Linked DNA regions of Rattus norvegicus: region 1 is linked to region 2. Evidence: chromatin contacts called from public Hi-C data. All regions are on one chromosome and are shown on one strand. The core of a region is the stretch at or near the end of the contact, and the rest is flanking DNA. Distances in the headings are between cores, read along the strand shown.

Region 1 (6,039 bases), core at 2,001-4,500, 91 kb before region 2:
ATGAGGAGTTGGCTCCTGAACATAAGCTTGTGCTAGATTGTTAAAAGCGCAGATGTCAGAGGGTTGACTTTCCCATGGGCAATTCAGAGCGGCTGGGAAGATATGAGGAAAACAGACAAGAAGAAAAGTGTCCAGAAGGTGGTGCCATTGTAACACATGTGCTGCCTGAGAGTGCCTCCCAGAAATTTAAGTTACATGGACCAGATGGTCCAAGTGTGAAAGGACACCTAGTCAGGAAGACTCCAACAGACTAGACTAGGGAAAATCTTCTTTAAAAATGAAGGAAGTTCTAGGTCTCTTCTAAGATATTATAGAAGTGCCCATGCACATACAGATTTGCATACGTATGCTTGTATTTTTGTGTGTGATTATGTTGACCGTTTCCACTCAGAGTCTGTGGATATCCCTAATGCATTTAGATGGCAAGTTTCCTTTCTCCTTCATTGGATCCTTTTTCAGTTCAGTTCTCAGTGATAGAGATTTATATCTCTTTAATAGAACCTGTAACAAGACATGAGGTTTCTGTACTCTGCTCTTGTGCTTTTGTACATACAAGGCTATTTTTCTGATATCAAAAAAATGCTTCTAGATAGTTATTACTGGCCTATTTAATAAAACCTTTTCCATCTTCGCAGCTGAAAAGAGCACAAATGGAAGGACACAGTAAATTCTGTTTTGTTTCCTCACTATCACTACCAGTGGCAAAATGACAAATTCAATTTGACTAGCTATTTCCTACCACTCAGAACTTCATGAGGATTCCATGATGATTCAGTATTTCCAAGTGTCTTAAGATATAAGAGGAGAGTCAGTAATTTCTTCATTATTCTAAGAAGCATTTACAATGTCTACCATCTATTATCATTTGATCTCATTGTTTTCAGCTTCTCATCCACATGAAAACAAAGACTCTGGCCCATGCTTTCCCAGTGTCTCCAGTGCTGTCAGTGAAGCACTCCTGACAACGGTGAGGCACAAGGCACATGTTTGTAGTTGGGATCTGGCTGCAATGAGTCGGATGCACCGATGGTCAAGATGTTCTGGTTCAGAAGTTAGAAAATAAATAATGCCTGAGAGGAAGGATTCCTCAGCTCTGGGCAGCTGATACGGCAATAAAATAAATAGTCAGTAAAGCACACTTCCTGTTCTGAGAGTTCACTTTTCACATTGGCAAAGAGCATCTCTTAAATGCCGTCTCATGCTTCCATAAATAAACCTGGCACCTTTTAAAACACTTTTCCATCTGCTTCAGGATGAGGAGTGCATTATTGAATACACCTTGGGGAGCCTCAGAAATGGGAAAAGACTACCTGTGAGGAGCATACCATTGCCTTGGCCTTGGCCCAGAAAACCCATCACCAGACAGCTGGAGTTTCATGTATTGTAAATGAACCCCATGGAGATCTCCATCTCCTGCTCTTCATTTGAGGTCTGCGTGGATCTTTGCATCAGGCAGAGCCAGAAAGTGTCTCAGGTGGTATTAGAGCTGGGTACCTCTGTAGGCTTCTTTACTCTCATAGCTCGACAGCTCACATCCAGCTCCTAGGGACTGCATTTCAATATATCAATTCAGCTTCCTAAAAGGAAGACTTTTAAAAAGCCATTATTCACCTGTGCTGGAGCCCAGAGGAAGAGGTCTGGTGTTTCCCAGGCTCATGGAAATCAACTCTACTCCTCTGGTCAATGGTAGGAAGCAGGGATTCAGTGTCATGGTAAAGCAATTAAGTCCTACTTGTTTCATAAATATCTTGATCAAAGACAGGTAAGGAAACAACTGTGTTCTAAGATATTTGTAAGAGAAAGCAAAATAAAAAAAAAAAACTCAAAAACTCAACTGGCACAGAGCTTGGAACCACCCGAGCTGTCCATCTTGCTGACTAGCCTCCCATCCATCACTCAGTCAACACCTGAGATCATCAACTATCTAGAGATATTTAAGGAACATGACTGTCTTGGCTCACAGTTTTAGAATGTTCAGATTATGATCAATTAGTCTCATATTTTGGAGAAGGCAGTGTACCCTGAGAGTGGCTGAGATAAACCACTCATCTCATACCTTGGAAGCTAGAGGCAGAAAGAACCAAGGGACAGAAGTCCTCTAATTCACTTCAGAGGTGCACCTAATGACAGAAACCTCCCACTAGACTTTACTTCCGTCTTCTCACCACCCCCTAACATACCACATTAGAGCACTTTAAACATAAATCACAGCGAACTATCTCTATTACTGTGCTTTCCCAGGCAATCTTCATGAAACATTTGGGAGCAGGACCTGCCTGGCTCAAGGGACAAGAAAAGGAGTTATCACTCAATCTTTACATTGAATATTAAACATTAGATACACTTTTATATTTTATTTGTTTATTTTTATTTATGTGTCTGTGTATCTACCTGTATGAAGAGGTTAGAGAGACTTGTGGTTTGAACTCAGGTCCTCAGGCTTGGCAGCAAGTACCTTTTCCAACCAAGCCAACTCAGGTACAACTCCTAGATTACTGTCTACTTTCTTCAACCTGAAAAAAATGCTTTATATATATATAAATATTATAATATTTATAATATTAACACATGCTAATTATGTAAAATAGTCTATTCCATCTTGATACTTTCATATGTATATAGTGCTCTTTCACTAGTTACCTTGTCCTCCTTGATACCTCCCATAGGTTCCTCTTCCCAATTACTTTTCTTCACATTTTGTCTGATTTTTTTCCTTTTTTCCTCATCAATTAATTTATCTATTCACTTTTCAACCTGATCACAGACCTGTCCCCACTCTCCTCCCAGTTCTACTCTCAAACCCCTAACCCCCATCCTCTTTTACTCAGAGAAGAGGAGGCCTTAGCATGAGTACTAACCCACCTTCCCATGGGTACCAACCCACCTTCCCATGGGTACCAACCCACCTTCCCATGGGTACCAACCCATCCTCTTACATCAAGTCTCAGCTGGACTAATTGTCTCCTCTCCCATTGAAGCAAGACAAGAAAGCCCAGCTATGAGAAAGAGATCCAAAGGCATGCAACAGAATCAGAGATAGCTCCTGCTTGAATTGTTAGGAGGCCTTCACGAAGAACAAGCTACAGACCTGCTACTTCTGTGTAGGGGGCCTAGGTGCAGCCCATGCATGCTCCTTTGTTGGTAGTTCAGTCTCAGCAAACCTCCCTGGGCACAAATTAGTTTCCCCTGTAGGCCTTCCTGTGGTGTCCTTGATCCTTCCAGCTCCCCCTCAATCCTTCCAACAGCTCTTCCACAAGACACCCTGAGCTCCACCTCGTTTTTGGCTATGGGTCTTTGCATCTGTTTCCATCAGTCACTGGATGAAGCTTCTCAGAAGACAGTTATGGTAAGTTCCTGTCTGCAAGCATGGCAGAATATCTTTAATAGTGTCCGGGGTTGGCTCTCTCTGATGTGGTGGGTCTTGTCTAATTTTTTTCTTTAAAAATCTAAGTTCTCCATGTGAGAGGAAATATGTAAGACATTTCCTTCTGAACATAGGTATTTTATGTAATATGATCTTTAATTTCACTCAGTGATTTTCCCTCAAATTAGATAGTTTCCTTCTTTTTCATGGCTAAATAATAACACACATTGTGTGTTTAAACCACACTTAAATAATAACACACATTGTGTGTTTAAACCATCTCCTAGATGACAGACCTGAGGTATTCTTAGCTGTGGTCAGGGAAGCTTTTTCTGTCGGAAGTAGTGGAGAGATGACTTACTGGTCATAGCACTGAGAATAAGGGACTAAGGGCTCATCCTAAACGAAACCCCTTCCCCAGCAGACTCAGGGAACATTAGAAGGAGAGGAGGAAAAAAAGAGTGTTGGATCTGGAAGACAGGGAGAAATGATGATGTTTTTGGGATGTGACGTGACTATTGAACTTCTTAACTCTCTGCAGTCAAAATCTTGGCAGCGAGTGATAGATTAGATGATCTCAAGGCTCCACTTCATATGAGGAACTATTGGCAGTTGATAGTTACCAGCAAAAAAAAATACAATCATTCTTTATTGATATTATTGCCCTAACAGCTTTCCCATGCTCTACAGAATGGCCCTACCCATACACATAAGGGTGGGACTAACTGGACTTAGTAAGCTATCCGAAGGGGACAAAGGAGCTATGAATGGGAATAATGGGAGGGCACGGAGGGAGTTGAAACAGGAAAACGATGATTTATTGTATGCATGTATGAGAGTATCAAAAATAAAGAAGAGAGTTAAGAGTCTTAAGGTAGGATTAATTTGCATCTTCCTGATGGCTAAAGATGTTGAACATTTTCCACACATTTAGCAGCTGCTTGTGTTGTTGTTGTTGTTGTTGTTGTTGTTTTTGTTCTTTTGTTGTTGTTGTTGTCATTGATGTTGTTGTTCAGTGTATGTGTGGGTGTGTTATTTTTAAACTGGATAATTCATTTGCCTATCTGTAAGTTGGATTATTTGTTCTTTAGTTAATTGTATTCTTTATATATTCTGAATATCAATTCCTTGCAAGTCAATAGCCTGGAAAGACTTTTTTCCTGTTCTGTTGATTATCTGTTTACTCTGGTAATTGTTCCGTGCTGTGCAGATGTTTCAAAATGCTATGCCACCTCACAATTGGTTTCAGTTACTATTCTCTGAGATATGAGAGTCCTTTGCAGAGTATTGCTGCAGGTTTAAATTCTGCTTCAAAGCTTATCTACTCTTCTTCTATATTATTTACATTGAACGTTGTGATAAAATACTTGCCCAAAGAACTTAAAGAGAGGCTTATGTTAGTGTACAACTTGAGATGATTTGGTAGGTGTATGGAGTGGCTGATTGCACTGTGTCAACTTCCTTTAATTCCCTTTGATTCAATTCAGGGACCCAGCCTATAGGATAATACTGTCACATTCATGGTAGCTCTGTCTTCCTCTCTCACTTATATGTCTCTAGGGACACCCTTGAAGTTATGCCCAGATGTTCAACTTTTAGGTAATTCCAGGACCAGTCAAGTTGACAATGAAAAGGGAAGGGAAAGAAAGATTATTATTTGCCTCTAGGATTCTGAGCCCATACAGTAGATCACTGTGGGATTAAATAGTCAATGTGATGCCATTCAGTATTAGTCTTTGATTTTAGAAAGCACAGTATCATGGTTTCTGTGGAGGAATTTTCACTCTTACAAAACTTATGAAACAGGTTCGGGTTTTTTATAGGCTTTAAATTTCCCTTTATTCCCTTTAATTTGTTTACAGACTAGTCCACAGGGATCCCAGTATGTCTATCTTGCAGCCCCACCTTGTCCTTGGTTTGATTTTTACTTTAGATACTGTCTAGGCATAAGAAATCCCCTTGGTTTACTGTTATCTACTTTAGACGATATTCCCTGATTAACTTAGTTATTTCAATCTTCAAGTCATCTTGACAGGTCACCATCTCTTGGTGTTGTTGCAGTCTCCTGATTTATAGTCAGGCTTCATTAAATGCATTTTCTCTTCCCCTACTCAATGGATAATCCCAACTCTCCTGCAATGCATATTTTGAGAAACCAAATCATCTCTACTTACTTATGCTGCTCCAAGACCTCAGTGATAAAGTCTGGCACCATGCCAGTTACATACTGCATGTTTGGTCCACTATTTTAACATTCCTTATAGGTTCATGCTGCCAGATGTGAGATATTAGATGGATAGAAAGTGTGAGTCTCCCTTAAACTACTCTTTTACTCTTAGGATTAGAATCTGTGCAAGTTTAGGGGTCAGAGACATACCTTGAACTCTTGGATATAAAGCACACATTAGGGCAGCAGCACATGTCCCTTTTTAGATCATATCCTGTCCACTAGCCTGTAAGATTCAGGCATCATCAGCCCCTTTGATCCAAGAACTGCATCAAATCATTTTGACCCTTTGAGGAAGATATGCAACCTGGGTCGAGTAGAGCCAGATGACATTTTTATTACCGCAGCATAAAGCAATATCAAATGATTTCATGAATTGTAGCCAGAACATCTGTTATTAGATGTTAGAAATCTGATGTATTCAATTCTAGAAAACTGGCACTCAGCC
Region 2 (5,921 bases), core at 1,213-3,712:
ACACAGTGTCAGGAGTAACATAGCAAGGTAAAGCAGGCATGGTCCCTGCCCCTTGAAACAGTCTGCAGAGGCTGCAGCTGAGGTGAGCTTTCTCTGTACAGGATCATTTTTATAGAACAAAAAGATCTCCAGGAAACACTATATGGCATCTTCCGTCCCTGCATCTTCGTGACTCACAGGAAAACCTTTTCAGCTGACTTAAGCCTGAACTGGGGTGGGAGGGTGCAAAGAAGGAAGGAGAGGAAAGAAAAAGAAAAGCAAGAGCTAAATACATCTGACAACAAATTCGAGATCATAAACCGTGGGATTCCTTCATAATACCACACACTTTAGAATCAGGCCGTATTTTTCATTTGACATGGATTTAAAGGTAGCTCAAAGAAAACATGGGATTAACTGTAAGTAGTGGGATAGTAACCATGAGCCAAGCTTGCAAATAAACACATCAGAGACTTGGTCTAAAAAAAGACAGAGCACAAATAATGTCCTCTTGATGTGCCTACAGTTTCGTTCGACTGTTCCCAGGTCATGAACTAATTTGCCAAAAAAGAGGTTAACTCCAGTGCAGCAGGCAGCATTTGAGGAAACAGGTTTTGTGCATACTGCCTATGGAGTCAGGGGGCTGGAAGCCCTGCCTATATAATAGCTCTCAGATGAGCACTTTAAAACACTCTCGTGTATGTGAATGGATGCACGGGGCTTTAGGACACTGCAGACTAAGGTCCTTAACAAATGTGGGCTTGGCTTGTTCCCAAATGGATGTCTCCTGAATTAGCCTAAATAAATTTGTTTGAGGGCTTGGGTGACCTTGGGCAATCTACTCCCCCTTTCCAAGAGTGAGGTGTCCTTCATATAAAGCAAGGGATTGGGATGAGTTGATCTTTTCAATTCTCTCCCAGGATCCAGAGGCCCTTCCCTAAAGATTCAACACAGGAAAGCTGACCTCTGCCCCTAGAAGCTTCCAGCTGAAGGAGAACAGAAAAGTAGCCAAAGCCCAGGGAGCTCAGCAGGAGGGTGATTTCCAGCTACACTAATCTTCCAGAACTCCAGGACTCAGATTCATTGGAGGGTGAACAGCAGCATTATATCATTTCCAGGCAAAGCCCCGAGTTCTCGGTGCAGTTCCCATGGTTTCCCCCTGGCTCTGTGCATTGCATCATTTGCTGCCACTGATCTAGCTCTTCCAGTCTCCTGACTTTGAACATGCGCAGATGGCTTTTCCTCGGTGACTTGTTCCGGCACACACATTCCCGGACTTCGTTTCCACCATTCTCGGTGTGTAGACCGAGAATGACCAGCACCTACCTGTGCTTATTGACCACCCGAAGAATCAAACGCAGCAGTGGCTTATGGGGACCACCCACCTAACTGTTCCAGAGCCGAGGTTGTCCTTTCTCACAACACAGGCGCTGGGAACCAGACACCCATGTGATTTTGCAGTGAAACAGAAGACATACAAAAGAAGCTGCTAGGCATTCGATCGGAAACCAAATACACACACACAAAAAAGTGAATGAATGCACGAATCAAACATATAAAACAAGGAAGGCTGTTATCACTGGGAACTACCAACCGCAGAACTTAGTGATGGTGATGACCTTTATCAACACAGAAGGAAAAGCTCAATATGAAATAAGCTTGAAATCTGGGTCTCCAGTGGGACACCAGAAGCAGTAGGATCCATGAAAGGAAGGGGATGTCTCTTCTCTAGTGAACACAGCTGGACAGAGGGAGTCCCTAAGCCTCAAGTATATTTTTAAGCTGCATCTCTCAAAATGTCAAAAGTGGGATTAAAGTGTAAATGATTGTCAATTCATTCCTTCTCTCCTGGTACTATGCTGTTACAGGCAGATTCTGGTTTATGGGGAGGGGAGAGGTGGGATGGTCTTTCAGTGTAACTGAAGAGAGCATACAGGGGATGAGGAGTCCCAGTGTGTCTTGGGGGAGGGGAGCAGTTCACATGCTGCTACTTTTTTGTGACATAGCTTTTATGGGGGGAGAGCCAGAATATTAAGCTCATTGCTTCCAGATGGAAAGGTTGGACAAGACAGAGGTCTTGGCTCTGAAATCCTGGATGCAGTGGTGCGATATGGACCTGACATATTGAAGTAATCGAGATAGAAGATCTGGCTTTAGCCAAGGCTGTCAGATAGATACTTTTTAAAACATTACATGGTTTGTAACAAGGTATTGTGTATCCTCCCAGCAACCCTGCCGCCTTAGTCTCTGGGAAGGCGGTGGGGGGAAAGTGTGCTTATTTTGCTTGAGTTACTAAAGCTCCTTTTATATAGGAGGAATTTGGCATCTCCTGGCTGGGAGCAACGGAGCCAACAGTGTCCAGTGCACTTGCAATGTAGATCACGCTAAGTAAGTCCAGGTGTCTTCAGGAGAAGAGAGGTCCTAAGCACTCCCTTATTTGAGCCCTGAAGCAATCATGGCCCTGTGCCTCAAATGAGCCTCAAATCTGTTTAATAAATCATCTGTCTATTTATAGAGTTAATCCAGCGAGAAATACCATCTTGTGCAGGCTAACGGAGCTTCGTCCACCAGAGGGCGCGCATGTCCGCTTCTTTCTGTGAGGGTTGGCCTTCCTCCAAACTCCTTTGTTGGTCCTCCGCAAAGCACTTTAAGCTTTTGTGGATGGGGATGGGGATGGGGAGAAGCCCCCAGACCCCTTTTCTTGGGGAACCGATTCCTCCAGTCATGTCCACTGCGGAAAGGGAAAGATGACCTCACTGTTTTTAGAAAACCCCCTTTTCAATTCATTCTGTTTTGCACCATCCATTGGCTAACTTCACACCTGAGACAAGTTGGGACATCTCCATGGACCTCAGGTCTGCTTCGAATTTCAAAGACTGGGAACTGTTAAGCTTGTATTTTGATTAAAATTTCGTATTAGCTTCCCCCCCCCCCACACACACACACTCCCTTTCAGTGTAATTTTAGGATATTTAATTTCAACCAATCATCTGAGGGGAAGGGGGGAGGTATTTGATGGGAAACAGCACATGGGAAAGGCAGCCAAGTTAGGAAACAGAGCAGCTCAGGGCTGCAGAGATGTGACAACTGAAATCTCCTTTGTTCTCTCAAGCAGGGTCTGAAACCAAAGACCTCAAGGACAGGGGATCTAGCTTTGGGCCTTGGATCAAGTGGGCCAGTCCTCCCCAAAAGCCCTCTCTCTAACCTCCCAGCCTTGTACAAGTTTCTGGGCTTCAGCTACCTGGTTGGGTTTAGGAGTACAATAACTACCTGATATGTGCCCCTGGCTATGGCTGCTTAAGAAATGCAGCAATCCTCACCAGGCCAATTGTTAAAGACTGGGGAAGACACTAATTACAACTCAGCTTCAAAGCAATTAGAGTCAAGATAGCGGGGGTTATACGGAAGTGGGAAAAGAAGTTTCAGTAATTCTTAGCTCCCATCCCACTGCACTTGCAGTAGAGGAGAGGCCATGTATTCAAATGTTGATAGGTTAGGCAGGAATGAAAATGGGATGCTAGAGTATGCTTGGTCTGGACAAAGTGTGCAACAAGCATTTATTGTTCACTGATTAACACAGTGAGATTGCTCAGAGACCATAGAAATGGTGAGAGCTATACCAGGCAGAAGGGCAGATACTCTAATATGTTCAAGGCATTGTCATCAAGGCTCACTTTTTGGGGTGTGATGGAAAGAGCTCGATCAGTAAAAAGATTGTATCACCAGCATGAGGAGCTGAGTTGGATCCCCCAAATCACCAAGCAGACACAGTGGCATGAACACATAAGCCCAGTGTTTAAGAGAGAGAAGGAAAGAGATGGATGGATTCTTGTGGCTCTTTGGCCAGCCTAGTGTACCTGATGAGTTGCAGGTCAAAAGGTCAAAGAGAAAGGTTCCTTTAAAAAGAACAAGGTGGACAGATCCTGAACAATGATGTCAAAGTTCGCCTCTGACACACATATGTACTCAACCCACTTGTATGAGTATCTGTTGGCTTTTAAGCTGCAAATTTGGATCTTTCCATCTACTTTCTATGTTTTATAACTACTTAAAAGACAAAGAAAATAGAGACAAGTATTTGCTAGTTTATGAAATCTCAAAGTTGCCCAAATAACCCTGATTTTTGGTGTCCTGTCTTTAGATCCAAAGTACAGCTCTACTTATTCTACTTGATGGCCTTGGATGAAGCAAATTCTGTCACTCTAGTTCAGCAGTTCTCAACTTGTGGGTCATGACCCCTGTGGAAGTTGAACGACCCTTTCACAGGAGGTTACCTAAAACCATCGGAAAACCCTAGAGATTTACATGGTGATTCACAATGGTTACACTTATGAAGTAGCCACAAAAATATTATGGCTGGGGGTTCACCACACCATGAAGAACTGTATTAAAGGGTCACGGCGTCAGAAAGGTTGAAAATCGCTGCCCTCATTGACCGCCACACTTAAGGGATGAGCACTACAGGTTTTCCCTTGCAGCTGTCCGTGAGAAGGGCAACTCTTATATCTTCCCTCTATACAAATTCCTCCAAAAATAAAACCATGAGGTGATGATGGAACAAGAGGGAAGGCTGGTCTGATCTCCAACTGATTTCCTGGAACAGCTTGGCTTCTTAAGCTATAACTTATGTACTGTCTTCACAAGCAACCTCCAATGACTCCCCCATACATGTGCCATGTGGAAGTGCTATCTGAATTGCATTGTGCACTGCAGGACAGAGTTCACACTGTTTTGTTTGGGCAGACAGTGTCCTCACAGAAGATCGTTATGCCTTAAAAATCTTTGTGTTGTTGGCCTGGTAGTCCCTGTAGCTGAATAAGGTTCCACCCATTGAAACAAGGTTCATTTTCCTTCCTGATGTTTCTCATACGGTAAAGGTTACAAAGTTCATATAAATATGTTGCCCCCGAGACTCCTGCCATGCTCTGCCCTGACCTCAGAATGATGTCATCCACTCCCTACTGTGACCATCCTGAAAACCATGAAGATATTCTAATGTATGATCCCTTCTCCTTCATTTCACTACCAGACTGTTGAGACAATAGACCCTAAAAAACTGGGATTTTTTTCTCTATAGGAATCTCCTGATGGAGGGAAGAGAAAGACTGGAGTCCTGGTGTCAGCTGGAGAAGACATGTGGCTTCCAAGAAGAGACCTCATGTTCCTGGCAATTTATTCAATCACCATTCAGGGTAGATGGGAGCCAAGACACTAATAGATAGGACAATAATTTACCCAAGACTGCTGAGCTATGCACAGCCCTTGCACTCTGTTTACCCATGGTACAACACCCAAACTTGTCTAGGGGGAAACTGGGACCTCTTTATTTCTTTCCCTTCCCAATGTAGACATATTGAATAATTGTCTTCTCTTCCTTATTTCTTATCTCTTTATTTGATATATTGCATACAGATAGTGGATTCTATCTTGTTGGTGCTGTTAGGTGCAGTGTATAGCTTTTGCTCTATGCACCTTTGCTCCAGCTACCAACTCCCTCCCAGCTTCCCTTGAACTCTTGGATAAAACACACACATACACAGTTGCTCATTTTCTACTTGCCTGGACTCAGACCACCCTCCTCTTCTCAATAGACTCTATGGAATGGCCTCCACAGCTCTGTCCCCTCTTTCTTTGTGGCCTGGCTTTGGTCTGCTTGTTGGAGATAATTAGGAGAACTATTCTCTAAGAATGTCCCTGTATCGATCAGCTTGTTACCTGGCTTTGCCCCATCATTGTCACCTCACTGCTTAGGTTACAAGGACAGGAGAGTGATATATTATCTGCTCCTGCATTAGCAGTCAATGACCTCAGCTACTGCCATATGAACTGGGTTGTTCTGAATCCTTAGGAGAAATTGTACATAGTGGCATACACCTTCAATCTCAGAACAAGGAAGGTTCAGGCCAAAGGGTCCTGAGACCCAGGTCAGCTTCCTTCAGCTG

The links. A called contact is a pair of places that touch in the nucleus more often than the background predicts.
Region 1: a Hi-C map of the Rat2 cell line shows a contact between it and region 2, with 8 times the contacts expected there. The contact joins two enhancer-like sites. A contact is called at or near these places in 5 of 12 Hi-C or Micro-C datasets (the A7r5 cell line, the Rat2 cell line, hepatocytes and 2 more).

Annotation. Positions count from the first base shown.
Region 1 is chr6:39,008,617-39,014,655 of GRCr8, reverse strand. The region is part of intron 3 of LOC120103512 (a long non-coding RNA gene); the gene reads right to left. Among named protein-coding and RNA genes, the nearest start is that of Rdh14, 140 kb to the right of the region's middle. Within about 2 kb of position 3,250, at least 1 of the 93 cell types and tissues checked has an H3K27ac peak or open chromatin away from gene starts, as enhancers often do.
Region 2 is chr6:38,916,967-38,922,887 of GRCr8, reverse strand. No RefSeq gene overlaps it. Among named protein-coding and RNA genes, the nearest start is that of Rdh14, 44 kb to the right of the region's middle. Within about 2 kb of position 2,462, at least 7 of the 93 cell types and tissues checked have an H3K27ac peak or open chromatin away from gene starts, as enhancers often do.